2 separate regions of the Gasterosteus aculeatus genome follow, and region 1 is linked to region 2. Evidence: chromatin contacts called from public Hi-C data. All regions are on one chromosome and are shown on one strand. The core of a region is the stretch at or near the end of the contact, and the rest is flanking DNA. Distances in the headings are between cores, read along the strand shown. Region 1 holds the start of uvrag (UV radiation resistance associated gene). Region 2 holds the start of wnt11 (wingless-type MMTV integration site family, member 11).

Region 1 (7,050 bases), core at 3,800-6,299, 130 kb after region 2:
TTCTAATCAGATACTGGACGTTTTTTGGTGGACCGTGCGCTTGCTGACCTGCTGTCCCGTGTATCGGAGGCCATCGAGGTTGACCTTCCATTCTATGAGGAGCTGGTACTGTTCCTCTTGTCCTCCCCAGATCCTCACCACGAAGCACGACACTGAGGTGTCCAGGAGGTCCGGCAGCATGCCAAAGTCCAGGCTCCGCCAAGTTGGATTCTGACACACACAACATAGGATTTCGTGGGCCATGATTGAGTATAATAAGTCTGGTATGAGAACATAGTAGATAATCACACTCAAGCTTGAACAGAAACTACCATTTATGCTGCACAAGTAAAGATAATATGCAAGAGTAGTTTTTAGTGCACGCCCAAGAGATTGGATTTCAGATCTCAGTTTCAAAAGGATCTGTACTTCTTTTAAACCATTTTCCTAATGTGATCCCCACACATTACAAAGTAACTGAAGCCACCTGTTAAGCCACATTAACCTTAACGTTTTGATCTCTACTGCAGCTCGCTCTACATCCTTGAACTTCCAGACTGACAGCACTGGGTACCGGGCCTACAAAGCATTGCAGCCATTTACTATTATATAACGTGTCATTTCCCATCGGAGAGGAAAAAGATCTCCGGCTATTCAGAGGAATGTCAAAAGCAGAAGTATCCTCCACAGGTTAGGGGGAGGGTAGAAAACAGAACTAGTGAGAGGCGGCAGAGGAAGCAACGGGGGGCATTGCAGAACGGAAACAGGAAGACCAACCTTTCCAGACAAGAGTACTGGAGCACATACGCCAGCAAAGGATGTTAAATTCTACAGGAGGAAGTTGGGCGGGGCGAGCGGGAGGCGACAGGAGGAACGTTACTGTCTGCAGAGGGCAGCAGGCCTGGAAAGCAGCTTAGGTCAGCTCATGACTCTGCAGCAAGTCAAACAGTAACGGCTCGCTCTCCTTGTGCTGCTCCTATAGCTTCACACACAGCCGCATCTGGCCCATCACATGGCTCCACCCGGGAGCCGGAGCAGCCAGTGGATCACAGGCCATTTACATCATGTTTTGTTAAAAGTTGCGTATGGAAACATTCACGTTGGGTCCAGTCTGACATTGTCTGTCGACGCAAAGCGTTTCACACCCGTTTAATTAACAAAGCTCAGAGAGAAACAAAAAGTTGTCTAAATGTAGGAGTGCTAGAGAGGCGGCAGGTGTAAAGGACACGATGCAATGTTGTGATCCCAGTAGAGTGACGGGGAAAGTCTGATGGTTTTAATAGGTATACTCACCAGCGAGTCCCGTATGACTTCACTCTTGTAAAAATCTAAAAAGAGGACAAAGAACGCTGGTTAAAAGAAGTTCAAAAAATGCTCATGTGCAACCAACAGGGTTAAAGCCCCCCCCTTGAGAGTCCAGATCAGCAGATACAGAAGGCCGTACACACACACACAGGGGAGGAGCGACAGGATAAAAGGTGCCAACACTGACCTCTGGATATGCCATCTGCTATACAGAGGTGGAGGGTGAAGTAAGTGTCCAGCAGTGGAGAACCATTCTTGTTGACGATGTTTCTGGCCGCGATGCTCCGGAGATGACGCAGTCGTCTCTATTTTTCAGGTGTGGTGGGGGGGGGGGGTGTGGATAGAGGATAAAACAGATATTAGGGCTTATGTGTTCACTTTTATTCTGATCGTGTGACCGTTGCAGGCAAATACTATCCAAGTCGTCCTGAAGAAACATACTATATGAATAAATATCCTGAGTGGGTCTCAAGACAAGCGAAAAGCCACAAAGGACCACATTCTGTGATCCATTCATAATCAGCTTTAAATAGTCTGCTGGATGTCAGCGATTCAAATAAAAGAGGCCCTACATCTTCATGGCAGCATGAAGTAGCAAGTTAACTCAGGCAGGCATGACAGTCACATGAGAGGTGCACAACAACACAAGAATGTATCAAAGACTCCACAATTAGAACGAGTCAGCCGAGGAAACAGGTTCATCGTTAAGCCAGAATACCAGAGACGACTTTTAAAAAAATAAATACCTCCATGACTAGGAGACTCAAAACAAGCTGCTTCCAAAATCTCCTTTAGTAAAAATAGAATAACTATCTAAAATAAAATGTTCCCAAGAAAGAGGCCCTGGGCGAACATGTCACACTTCTCTCTTGACCAGCAGACCTCTCCTCCTGCAGCCATACTGACACCAAATCCAAATCATGGGATTCCCCATCAAGATTAAGGACCTGGCAAACAAAAACCCCAATTGTTCATGGGACTTTACCCCCCCTCCTCCACCTCCCACTTCTCGTTTTAACAATTTCAGTGCACATTTCTGAATGGGCTTAAGTGGCAGAGAGGAATGGGTGAGAGTAAACTTCTGCAGTATAGAACCACTCTCGTGTGTCGGCTTCTCATCAACAATATGATAGAGTAATCATAATAGACTGAAATTAAAAATAAAAATAGATCACACAAAATTCAGCCCAGGTAGTTCCACGCAGTGATCTGCGTGGAAGCTCTGACAGGTCTAAATGATGTCACACCATCAGGTGCTCTTTGTCTTCCTTAAGGCAGGTTTGCGGTGGTCCATTCAGGTTTAAACACTCTGCAGTTGGTGCGCGAAGCAGAGCCGAGGCCTTGAGGAAACCTGTAGTAGCAAATATACATCACAGAAACACACTGTCGTGAGAGTAGTGATGAAATATTTGGGTGTGTAATCCCTCCACTACTGCTGAGAGCTGAGGAAACTCAGCCATGGCTAGCTCGACCAATTACAGAAACTGACTTATTCAAAAATCACATTAACTGACCTTTAAATAGGTCACACATGTGACCTTTGGTAACAAAGCTGAAAAAAATGATCTTAATTTTTCACATAGAAAATCTGATAATAAAAGTAATACAAAGAATATCTAGAAAGCACTTTGTCATATTACACTTGAACTCAGGACAAACTATTCAACTACGATATTGTAACATAACAGGATATACACGTGTTACTTTCATCTACAAACAAAAGTATTTGGTCAACAATTCTGTGATATTAGATTTGTTTTTGTATCCATTTCATAGAGCCCTAAATCACCAGAACAAGCACTTTCTCAGCGTGCACTTTGTTAAGCTTTTTTGTATTGGTGCAGCTATAAAAAGGTGGGTCTGAGGGTATTTAAGAGAATTCCCAAGTCATCCTTGACAAATCCCACAATAATCATCTCTCTACAGGGCTTATCTTGTGGTCCTTTGAGCCAGCGAGCCAGTAGACCAAAGTTGCTGGGACAGTGTTTGTCTGTGAAGCTAGAAAACGATGAGGGAGAAAAACAGCGTTACCATGCAAAACATACATAAAAACCGGTCATCAGAAATGCATTGGTCACCACCGTGTGTCTTTTCCATGAGAGTTCAATTGTGTCAGAGTGTATATTTGATTTACAAAAATAAAAAATACATTCGTTTTTATTTAAAATGGTCAGTTCACTTGAATACAAAAGAAAAAACATGTTCTAGTCAACTCAGAGTAATATAATAAAGTCTAGAAGATTTACTTTTGATGATGTTGTGAGATCTTGCCGGCTGTCTGGCCAATGTGATGGAAACAAATGAAATTTCAGTGCAGACAAATCTTTCAAATGTGAGCTTTGAGGCACACTAATGAAAGCCCATTCATCCCTACATTGTATTGTGGTATCCTTCTTACACATTGACACATTAAACTAAACCTAATTACGTGGCCAGAGAGCAGAGAGAAAAAAGCTTTGTAATGTTGTTAAAATTAACCAAATTACAAAACTTTTTTTAAACTGAACCTTTTAAGCAAGTGGGAGTAAAAAATTATAATTGTATCTTTACTTGCCACAAGCATGTAGTTATGGTGCAAAGGAATATAATAAAGGTGGGCTCAAATAATATAAAATGTCTGTTAGTATGGCCTACTGTGTGGAGAAAGGGTCTCATTTAATCACAACTTTGCCATAACTGTGAAACAACACAATGCAAAGGTTCTTTGCTGTACAGTCTGGCATCATACACGTGGATTAGAGGTAGTTGATGTGGCCTTTTAGCAGAAACAAGTGCCCCGCATGTGTGTCCGAGAGGGGCCGAGTTCACTGTCCGAGCTTGGCAGCCCCAATGAATGAACGGTCACCAGCTGAACCGAATGAATGAATGACCAAATGAATGGATAAATTAACTATGAAGACTCATTTACAAATTAAATCAGTTCATACCCTTGTTATTTTCTAAACATCAGCAAAATAACTATGAGAAAATATAACATCAGGCACACGAGAGCGTCTCCCTTTGGCGGAGCTGTCACCTCCGTGCTGACATGACGCCAAGTCAAGTTACCATTAGCAGAAAGCACACCAGCTTCGAAGTAGAAACTAAACGTGGAGAAAGACATATATGCTCATAATTTAACTAAAGCGAGTTCAAAATTGTATAAAACTCGCCCGACTGGGGGTTCCTGCGCCCTTGGTGTAATTCAAGTTAGCTTAACTGTTACATTAATTGACATTAAGCAGGCTAGCTTGTTAGCTAGCAGGTGCTAGCTAACAAGCTAGCCTGACAGGCCCGCCGTGCTCCTCCGGGCAGCAGTTGTAACTGACGCTGTAAACTAACACACAAACCCACAGAGGCGGCCCGGGTAAGGTCTTCCTTTGTTATTTAAAAGACGCTCCTGTTAAGCTTGACTCGGGGGCTTTGCGTTTACCTGCTGGGAAGTGAGCTCTACATGCAAGGCTCGAGAGGATGAAGCTCCAGAGTTGGTGACAGAGGCGGCGGGGATGGCGAGAACCCGACCGGTGATGGAGTTCATCCTCCTGTCGGCATCTAGCGGGTCCCCCTCATTCAACAAAACAAACCATCAACGACATCCGGAGCACTCGGTTTAAAGTTCGTGAAGCTCCGGGCAACCACCAGAGACACGCGGACACGGCTGTGTGTTTTGGTAAAGCGCTGCAACAGCAGCTGACAGCTAACCGAAGGGACGTAAACAAAGTACAGGCTGTTTTGTTACACTTGGTTAGGAAATCCGTCTCCGGTTCAGAGGCGCAACCTCAAAGCCTCTGATTGGTTGTGAATAACGTCCGTCACGTAAAGGACACGCCTTCTCGTGAAAACTCATGCTCCTATTGGCTGTATTCTTTTTTTCTTCCAGGATGGGCGGGAGCATCCGTTAAAATCTGTCAAAGCTGCAAAATATAAGGAAATTGCACAGTACAACGTGACCTGTAGGTAACAGTTACGAGTTGGCACCCACACCATTTCTCACTTTTTCTCTTCTCCATTAGACCTAGCACAAATGACAAAAACTATTCTGACGCGATCCAGCACAACATGGCTCTCAATCTATGTCACTGATTTTTAAGTCATCTTTAGAAGAAGACAGAGGGGTACTGAGACTTTTCACTGACTAAAAGTAGCAGCCAATACCAATGTAAAATAACTCAATAACAGGAAAAAATCTGGATTTAAATAAATACTTAATCAAAACTGCTGAATAATTGTCGGCTAAATGTACTTAAAGTTTTTGTCTCAATTGTCTCAATGTAAAATGACAAATTCAATGGTGTTATACATCTATGATAGGCTTTATAATGGTTTTAGATTCATACTATTAAATATGAAACTGGTCATATGTTTTGGATGTAACATGTGAATCTGCAGTAGAATACCTAACAACCGATGGAAGCTAAACTTAGTATTAAAATCATTGAATAGCATAGTGTGACATTGTGTACATCATAATTGTACTTATGTACAGTACTTGAGTAAATGGCCTTTACATTCCATTACTGCATTATCCACAGCCCCTCTCACTGTACCGTGTGAAGGATTTGTGTAAACTCCGACTCGATCCTGCCTGCAGTACACTGAGCATCCATCAGAGAGCAGCATCAGACACAGTTCTGTTTCCTCTGGGTCATTGCACTTCACAAGAAAATATTGATCGCTTTCTGCTTTTTAGAATTCACTTTCTTGTTATTTCAAACATGGTTTGGAAAACAGCTTTTTGGTGTATTCTGTATTCTGTCAACTCATTTAAAAGTGAATTCAAACTACATTTGTTCACATCCGCTTTCTCACTTAGTTGACTCTAAAATACCGAAGTTCTGTCCACATGTCCACCATTGTCCACCGCTGCCTCAGGTTTTTCTGGATCGTGAATGGGTTTTTTGTATGGGCAGACCTTTTAGGTATATACTAGAAACTAACAAGAGGGCAGTTATATGTTTAGGCCTTGTATGCAATGTCAAATATACTCAAACAAAGAAGTCGCAATTGAATAACGGACAGCTCTAAAGGTAAATGAAGAAAATGATGCAACACTATAAACAAATGTAGTGTTGGGTAAATATTTTTTTTAAATCAGGTACAAAAACTCACATCCCCTTCTGAAAAAAAAAAGTTTAATTTAAATATTGGCGGAAGATGCCATTCATCATATTGACCGATCTCTCTCGCCATTTATTTCTTATAAAATGCACATGGATTACGCTGCAGTCTGTAAGAAGGCACAAGAGGAAAAACACAGGATAATCACAAGCTTACTACCTTTGATAATTCCCAGGATTTGTTCCATAACCACATACCCAGATTTCACAAAAGTACTTGTGGGACCCTTGAAACATAACATTGTACCAGTAATAGGTATAATCCCGTGCTTTTTTTAATTAACACCCATTGTACAGTTATAAACACATCCACGGTACACCAGAATCCTCAAACATTTAGGATTTTCCCCAAAAAATCTTCTTCAGCCTTACAGAAGTTAGAAGACATCAGTGCAGTTTTTGTTGCAGAGACAAAACACACCCGACCAGAGCTGGATACCATTTAGGACCAGAAAGGGAAATCAAGCCAAGCAGCATTGGGAGCATCTTGGAGAATTTCTCATATTTAAAAAAAAAACAAAGGCACAAAAACCTCAGAACGTGATCAGCAATACGAAAAGTGCATCAGAAATATCCTCGAAGGGAGGGCAGAAAAAAAGGCTTGTTCCTGCATTGTTACAGCATACAAATTAATACTTTATGGCATTATACAATCACAGGCACAATATGT
Region 2 (6,734 bases), core at 1,512-4,011:
AGGCAGATTGGACGGGGCTTGTTATTTATTGAGGCGATCCCCACTGTGAGCTGTCACAGGAGGGACACCCGAGGGTGATTGGATTTTCATACGGCGGCTTTCAAAAGCCGTCGCTGCCCCTCTGCTGGTCGGATTTGACCCTCCAGGAACACCGTTGGTTCTTCACAATGCTGTCGTTATTTGTCAATAATCTGCTGGCAGCAGGGCCGCGTGCCGTTCCCTGCTTTGGGGATAAAAGGCCGAGTGAAAAGGAACCGTTACGGATGTGGTTCACCGATGGTTTCCATTTGAAAATTCCCTTTTAAGTTCTGGCTTTATTGTATTTATGTTGACGCTGTTAATCAAACTCCTGGCTTTGATTTGGATTGGAAATGTATCCACGGTCAAATGGTTTCAGTTGGTAATCGAGAACAGACCGATATGAACGTACGAGTTATTCGTTTATCAATGAGGTTTTTATCTGAAAATCACTAACTAAAATGGGAGATTTCAAAAATAAAAACCGTTGCAGTGTGCTCATGATTACCCTTTTATCTAATGAGGATTGGGCAGTAAAAGTGAACAAAGTTCAGATCATACGTCTATTCCATTTTCTTTCATCTCCATTTTAAATCATGAAACATTTATAGCAAACAAACAACAAAGAAAATAGATTCAACATTTTTATTTGAAAATATTAGCCCTGATCTTTGTAGCTGATCATCTGGGTTCATAGATGGGTTCATATGCTGATGGGAGCAGAAAATGTAAAAACTGCATATTTTATCTGGGCCAATTCTGTAGCGTTTTGCCGAAGGCGGTTAATGTACCATTTCTATTTATGTACATTTACAGCTTGGGTTCTTATATTTCATGAGGCTCTGATAGCCCATGATTTAATATATAGTTATCTAATGTACCGATTGAAACTTCATTTTAAAACAAACTTCCAGCTCAGGCTGAAACCACATCTGGTTTAATCAGTGCGTCGAGAAAAACAAAGAAAAGCAGGATTAGAAACAAAACGTATGCTTTTGGAAACTTGTGTGGAAACTGTATTTGTGAAAAGTAACTTTTCATGCACATTATAGGTTATTTGCCAGTAATCCCAGAATGTCGAAAGCAGATTATTGTTAAAAAAGGACAACATAGCATCATCTAGAGAGCAGGGAATAATCCTAAACGCTGCTCGGATTCTGCTCCTAATGTGGCATGAATTATTTCATTTTCATGGACTCCAGTCCCTCCCCCCCCCCCTCCTCCCCACTCAGTCTCCCCCAGAAGGCATCCTCCCCCTCCATGTTGCTTGGAAGGTGAGATGTGAAGATCAAGGGACTGCCTGTTTATCCTAGCTGAGGAATGGAGAGCCCGAGTGTAAGAAGTGTCTCGGGTAGGACGAGCCCGGTCCTGCTGGAAGCTCCAACAACACACACAAAAACACGCACGTACAAACACGCACACGCACACAAACACACACACTCCGACCTGTGCCCATTCGCAGTTGACTGCCACGTAAAACACATTGACTCTCACGAAGCCGAGCTCACGGCCCCCCTGTAAACACGCAGCTCTTGTTCCGTGTGTGAAACGTAACAGTGGAGCCTGTTGGGCCAACAAATTCCGAGACACGATCCGGGTGTCCCCCGGAGGAACGGGGGCTCGTCCTGGTCTCCCGGTGTCTCCGTTCCGGAGCATGCATGACCACACCTGATCTGCCGTTTTCCCCCGAGCGGAGCAGCTAGCAGTGCTCGAGGGCCGTTAGCTACACCCGTGGCAAGGTCAAGGTCACGACAACCGCTCGCTGCTGACTCGGAGCGCTGGAGGCGGCCCGGCAGATTCTCTGGGACAACGCGTCCCCCACAGCTGGCTCCGCAGCATATCATCTTTAGTGTGGTTCATATTTAAGGAAAACGCAATGTGTCTTTAAGAAGATTTTTTTATTGAAAAAATGTAAAGAACAGATTTTGGATAGCATTAGTGTGTGCATGTGTGCGCTTAATTAATGTACCTTTTAACTGTTATCTATTTACCAAATGGATCTAATAAGTTTGTCTTGTTGGGAAGACATTGATTCATGTTTCAAATTGGAAAAATAATTCCTGTATACAAAGGATCAATACTATTTCCGTTACGGATAAAAGGGTGTGTCGGTGACTATGAAAATAGTTATACAATTATTCAATCACTTTTCCTCATGTGGCCGCAATTTTGAAATCCAGTATAAAGTGGCCTACATATCTCAAGTCATTACTACTATATTATGTTAAGAATCAAATATGAAATAACGTTTGATACTAGAATTTACGCTTTTTTGATCAAAGCAATTATTGTGCTTGATATTGGACTTAATTATTCTATATAATTACTATTTCAGCGGTGCCTGCGTAGAAACACAGTTTAACGATTTATATTGTCAAACAATAGAACTGAGATGTGTTTGGTACAGCAAATATTCCAAACCGAGGGGTGTTTTTAAACCAATTATGCGTATTATTTGTTGACTGAAATACGCACAATGATAAGGTGACCACAAGTGTTCTTTGAGACATTTTAATGACAATTTATCGCTGTATGATACCAGAGTAGACATATAAAAATATCATAATAACGGACAGAACTCAGCACACAGGGTTTTTTTTGTATTTGAACTCCGGGTATCGATCCAACTGAAGAGTTTCTATGCGCGCAAGAGGAGTGGAGATCAAAGCGGGCCAGTGGGTAGTGCTTTAAAGTTGAGCCCCCCCCCGCCCGCCCGCCCGCCCACCCACTCAAACCCAGGCTCACTTACTCTCTCAGCCCTCTCTGTCCCTCTCGCACTCACCAACACCATGCGTACCTGTCCGGAGCTCCTCCACCACCCCGTGCTGGATTATACCCGTGCGTCTGGCTGATACCGACAACATTCCACTCACTCGGAGAGGATATTACGCGATTTTCCTTTTACTTTTAAAACAAAAAATGAATTCTTCTTGTTGACTGGTTTTGATCCAACCTGTGCAAAGCAGCGCGCAGCGGCAAAGGTGAGCGAGCCGGCCGGGTCGGAGGAGCGCTGCGTCCGGCACGTGTTACACGTTTGGGACTATTGTACACGGTTGATTTCATACAACGCGTTTGGGGTTTTGTTAAATTAAGGCTAGAACAAATAAAATAACGTAATATTACAAGAATGCATGTTATTTTATTGTATCGTCAGAGAGGACCACAACAACTTTTTTGTCTTTAAAATGGCTTTTGCCTCATGAATACTTCCCCAATTTAAACATCTCGGCTAACAAAATGATTATGAAGTTGATACTACAAAAACATCTTTGCCGACCTAGTGCCAATTAATCTCCATCTTTCCACCCATCGTTTGGTAAATAAGGCGAATAGTGGACTTTATCTTTGCTCGATGAGTGACACACGTCGGATGGTGTGTGTGTGTGTGAGGCTATCAAGCCTTTATCTTTCAGGGGGAAACAGGAGCTGCCATTCAGCCTTCTTGGGCCAAATGTAAATGGAAAGAGTTAAACGAGTTAAAGAGACTAAACAGCTGTAAATAAAGACCGCAGGCTAAATGCTCCGGGGAATGTGTGACTTTCTGACCGGCAGTGAACTGTAAGCAGCCGACATGTGAGCCTGCAGGTCACTGCGCAAAAGCCGTCGGCCGAGTGAAACGAGTCTCACCTCAGCTCATTTAAATAATGAATGTCGCACAGTTTCAGCGGAACTCCCGCTTTAGGGGGAAAAAAGGGCCCATTATCAGCAGTTTAATGCGCCCAGTTTGAGCTCCCTTCAAAGAGATCGCTTATCTCACCGAGCTTCGGCTACTGCGGCCGAAGATTACTGCGTTGATCCCGCTCTTTCTGCGCCACATCTACAACGGATTTACAGAGGCGGGTAAAAAGCTTTTTGACAGCAGGGCATGGACCCTGTTTGCCTGAAAGCTTCTGAAATAAACTTCAGCCTTTTTAGAAAGTGTCAAGTCCTAAAATAATGTAACTTAAGATATGTTAAGTTAGGCGGTCGTCGTGGTGCAGGGGTTAGAGAAGGTGTGCTGGGAAGCACAAGGTTGGTGGTTTGAGTCCAGGCTGCCCCATGTTCCATGTCGAAGTGTCCCTGAGCAAGACACCTAATTGCTAATTGCTCCCCAGGCAAAATGTGCCATGGGTTTAAAGTGTAATGTAAGTCGCTTTGGATAAAAAGCGTCTGCTAAATGACCTGTAATGTAATGTAATATGTCTTTGTCTTGCAGGTTTTGTTGCAAAACCCCTTTTCTTATAGTGAATTTAGAAGGCGGTAAAATATATTTCTTTAAATGTGTGCATACGGTTTGAGATTGTCATTGTAAAAACTAAAATAATATTCCATCATCTGAGATTTCCTCTGTTCCTAAATGACCTTGTCGGCGCATCGTAAACCAATACTTCAGAAAACCAGAAAATCTCCCCCGCCGGGTCATTGATGTTATTTATGTTATTAATTGCAGGGTTTAGAAGAGGAGGCCGTGCCATGAGAGTTGACTTTCCAGTCCGAGCCAAGAAGCCCCTTTGTGTTTGTGTCCTGTGAACTGGAGCCCGCCGTCCCACCATGAGGAGCAGCTCTCGTGTCCTGCCTCTTGGTGTGCTCGCAGCTCTGCTACTGTCTCAGGTCTGCTCCGGCATCAAATGGCTGTAAGTATTCTCAGGAGGGCCGCCGTCTCCTTCTCCGGGTCTTCGCGTCCAAACAGAAGACGTCACAAAGATACGCGATATTGTGCGTCCGAGTGCTTGTGTGTCATGGAGAGCGTAGGGGCCCGTGGCAGCTTTGAAACGGGCCCCAGCATTCCTCAAGTTGCTTTTGATGAGAGGCCGTTGCGATCCGTACATGTGTATCTGATGAAGGGGACAGTAGATTAGCAAAAGTTTCCTGGAGATATGAAGGGAAAACCCTTCTGGAAAAAGAGCTCCGAGATGTCAGATTAAATCTGCCCCCCGCCGACCCCCGGCTGTATAATAGCTAGAAGATAAGAATAGAGAATAGGACGGAAGTGACGGAGCGTCTTGGCCCTGCAGACAGTCTCGTTAGACCACAATCAGTGAAAAAATGGGGTTTGCTGTCGTGGGATGCTGAAAAGCTGTAAATGTTGGCACAAATGATGATTGCTTGTACTGTTTCTATGGTAAAGTTCAAGTAAACAATCATTTTCACAACAAATCGGACTTTGGAAAGTCCGTAAAAATTCCCCAGTTGCTACTTTCTCATTGTTGTGTTTGGAGTTTTCATAAAAGCCTTTTTTACTTTTATCCCAGCGCCAGAACACTAAAAAACAGGCTTTGTGCCGGGGCGTCCATGGCCTCGTCTCCGGGCGAGTGCCTGTACGTCTCACGGCGCGAAGACCGAAGCAGATGTGCGGATACGAGCTGGGGATAGCATGTGCTAAATCTAAGCCCCCTTACAGTCCTGATGTGAATGCACGGCCAGCGGAACGCAAAACAGATGCGGCTGTAAACACCTGTGGGTGCCGGGTTACCACCGGCCCAGGCGAGTCATAGCTTATCATCGGGCACCGAGCGGCGGCCCCCTCGGCCCCCTTAATGCAACACAGGCCGAGGAGCGGTCGGCACCGCCTGGTTCCCACGAACTCTGTGTAGACACGTGAGAGCGGAGATCAGAGCTAACCTGCTGCGCCTGCGGTTTCTCTATTAAGTTCATACTCAATAACGCTTAAGACCTAAAAAGTGCGGCCTTCAGTGGTCCGTATACGACTGATGTCAAAGCGGGGCCACAGGGGACGGCGCATTCTGTGGCGGCAGATCTATGTGTTTTGTCCTCTTATTTAGTGGTTTTCAGGGAATATCATGAGGCCTTCTCTGTGCTTTAACAATAGCAAAGGGCCGTGCCGGGAACGTGTCACTTAAATTTGATGAATCCTTTGCTTTATTTTTCCTTTGGGATTTTCAATGTGATAAGACATCCAATGTATTTGTGTACGCATGAAACACAGCTCTGTGACGAAACCTCTTTCTGAGTTGCGTAAACATAATTTTTACAACTCAGAAAAGGAGTACTGTAAAATGTCAAATGTTTTTACCCTACAGGTCGATATCACACGCGCCTGCGTCCTTGCACATCAACCAGACCCAGCACTGCAAGCTGCTGCCCGGCCTGGTGTCCTCCCAAGCTCAGCTGTGCCGCAGCAACCTGGAGCTCATGCAAACCATCATCACGGCTGCCCGCGAAGTCAAGAAAACGTGCCAGAAGACCTTTTCTGATATGCGCTGGAACTGCTCCTCCATCGACATCCCGGCCGACGCTCAGAAGTATCGACCGGATCTCGACCGAGGTAACGGCCGTGATAATGAAATAGTTTGAATGACGGCGCGGAGGCTTTGGTTTGGAAAGGGCCGCTTTTATTAACCCCCTGGGAGTCAGATGTTATTGACCAATGATCAACGAATAGGCATAACGGAGGTTGTTAATTGCTGCATTTACTGCAGTTCAGAAACCTGTAAAAGGATTCATGGCTCCGGTGATATCTGCATGTATTAACGTGACTACAACCTGAAGAATTTTGACAGACAAAAAAAATGATGCCTCACTTTCCTTCTTTCCTTTGGCAGCAAAATTGTTTCATGATATATTCCCACGGAGCTTTCACTAGGAACTCGCATGGAAGCTGTTTCTAAACAGACCCCCACATACAACATTTGTTAATTCTGCACGATAGATGAGTTACCGAAATCCACATGATCTGGTAGCTTTGCAGTACTTCTTGGTTCTGTCTAGTGCCAAAA

What was found. A called contact is a pair of places that touch in the nucleus more often than the background predicts.
Region 1: a Hi-C map of liver shows a contact between it and region 2, with 2.7 times the contacts expected there. The contact joins the promoter of uvrag here to the promoter of wnt11 in region 2. A contact is called at or near these places in 4 of 6 Hi-C or Micro-C datasets (liver, skeletal muscle and tail fin).

The regions. Positions count from the first base shown.
Region 1 is chr7:16,916,846-16,923,895 of fGasAcu3.hap1.1, forward strand. It overlaps uvrag (UV radiation resistance associated gene), which reads right to left and starts at 5,050. Exons shown (of 15, transcript XM_040181941.2): 1 at 4,697-5,050; 2 at 1,472-1,589; 3 at 1,273-1,307; 4 at 49-210. The coding sequence starts at 4,801. It overlaps dgat2 (diacylglycerol O-acyltransferase 2), which reads right to left. Exons shown (of 8, transcript XM_040182703.2): 8 at 6,379-7,050.
Region 2 is chr7:16,786,703-16,793,436 of fGasAcu3.hap1.1, forward strand. wnt11 (wingless-type MMTV integration site family, member 11) reads left to right here and starts at 2,762. Exons shown (of 6, transcript XM_040182909.2): 1 at 2,762-2,999; 2 at 4,448-4,631; 3 at 6,039-6,283. The coding sequence starts at 4,549.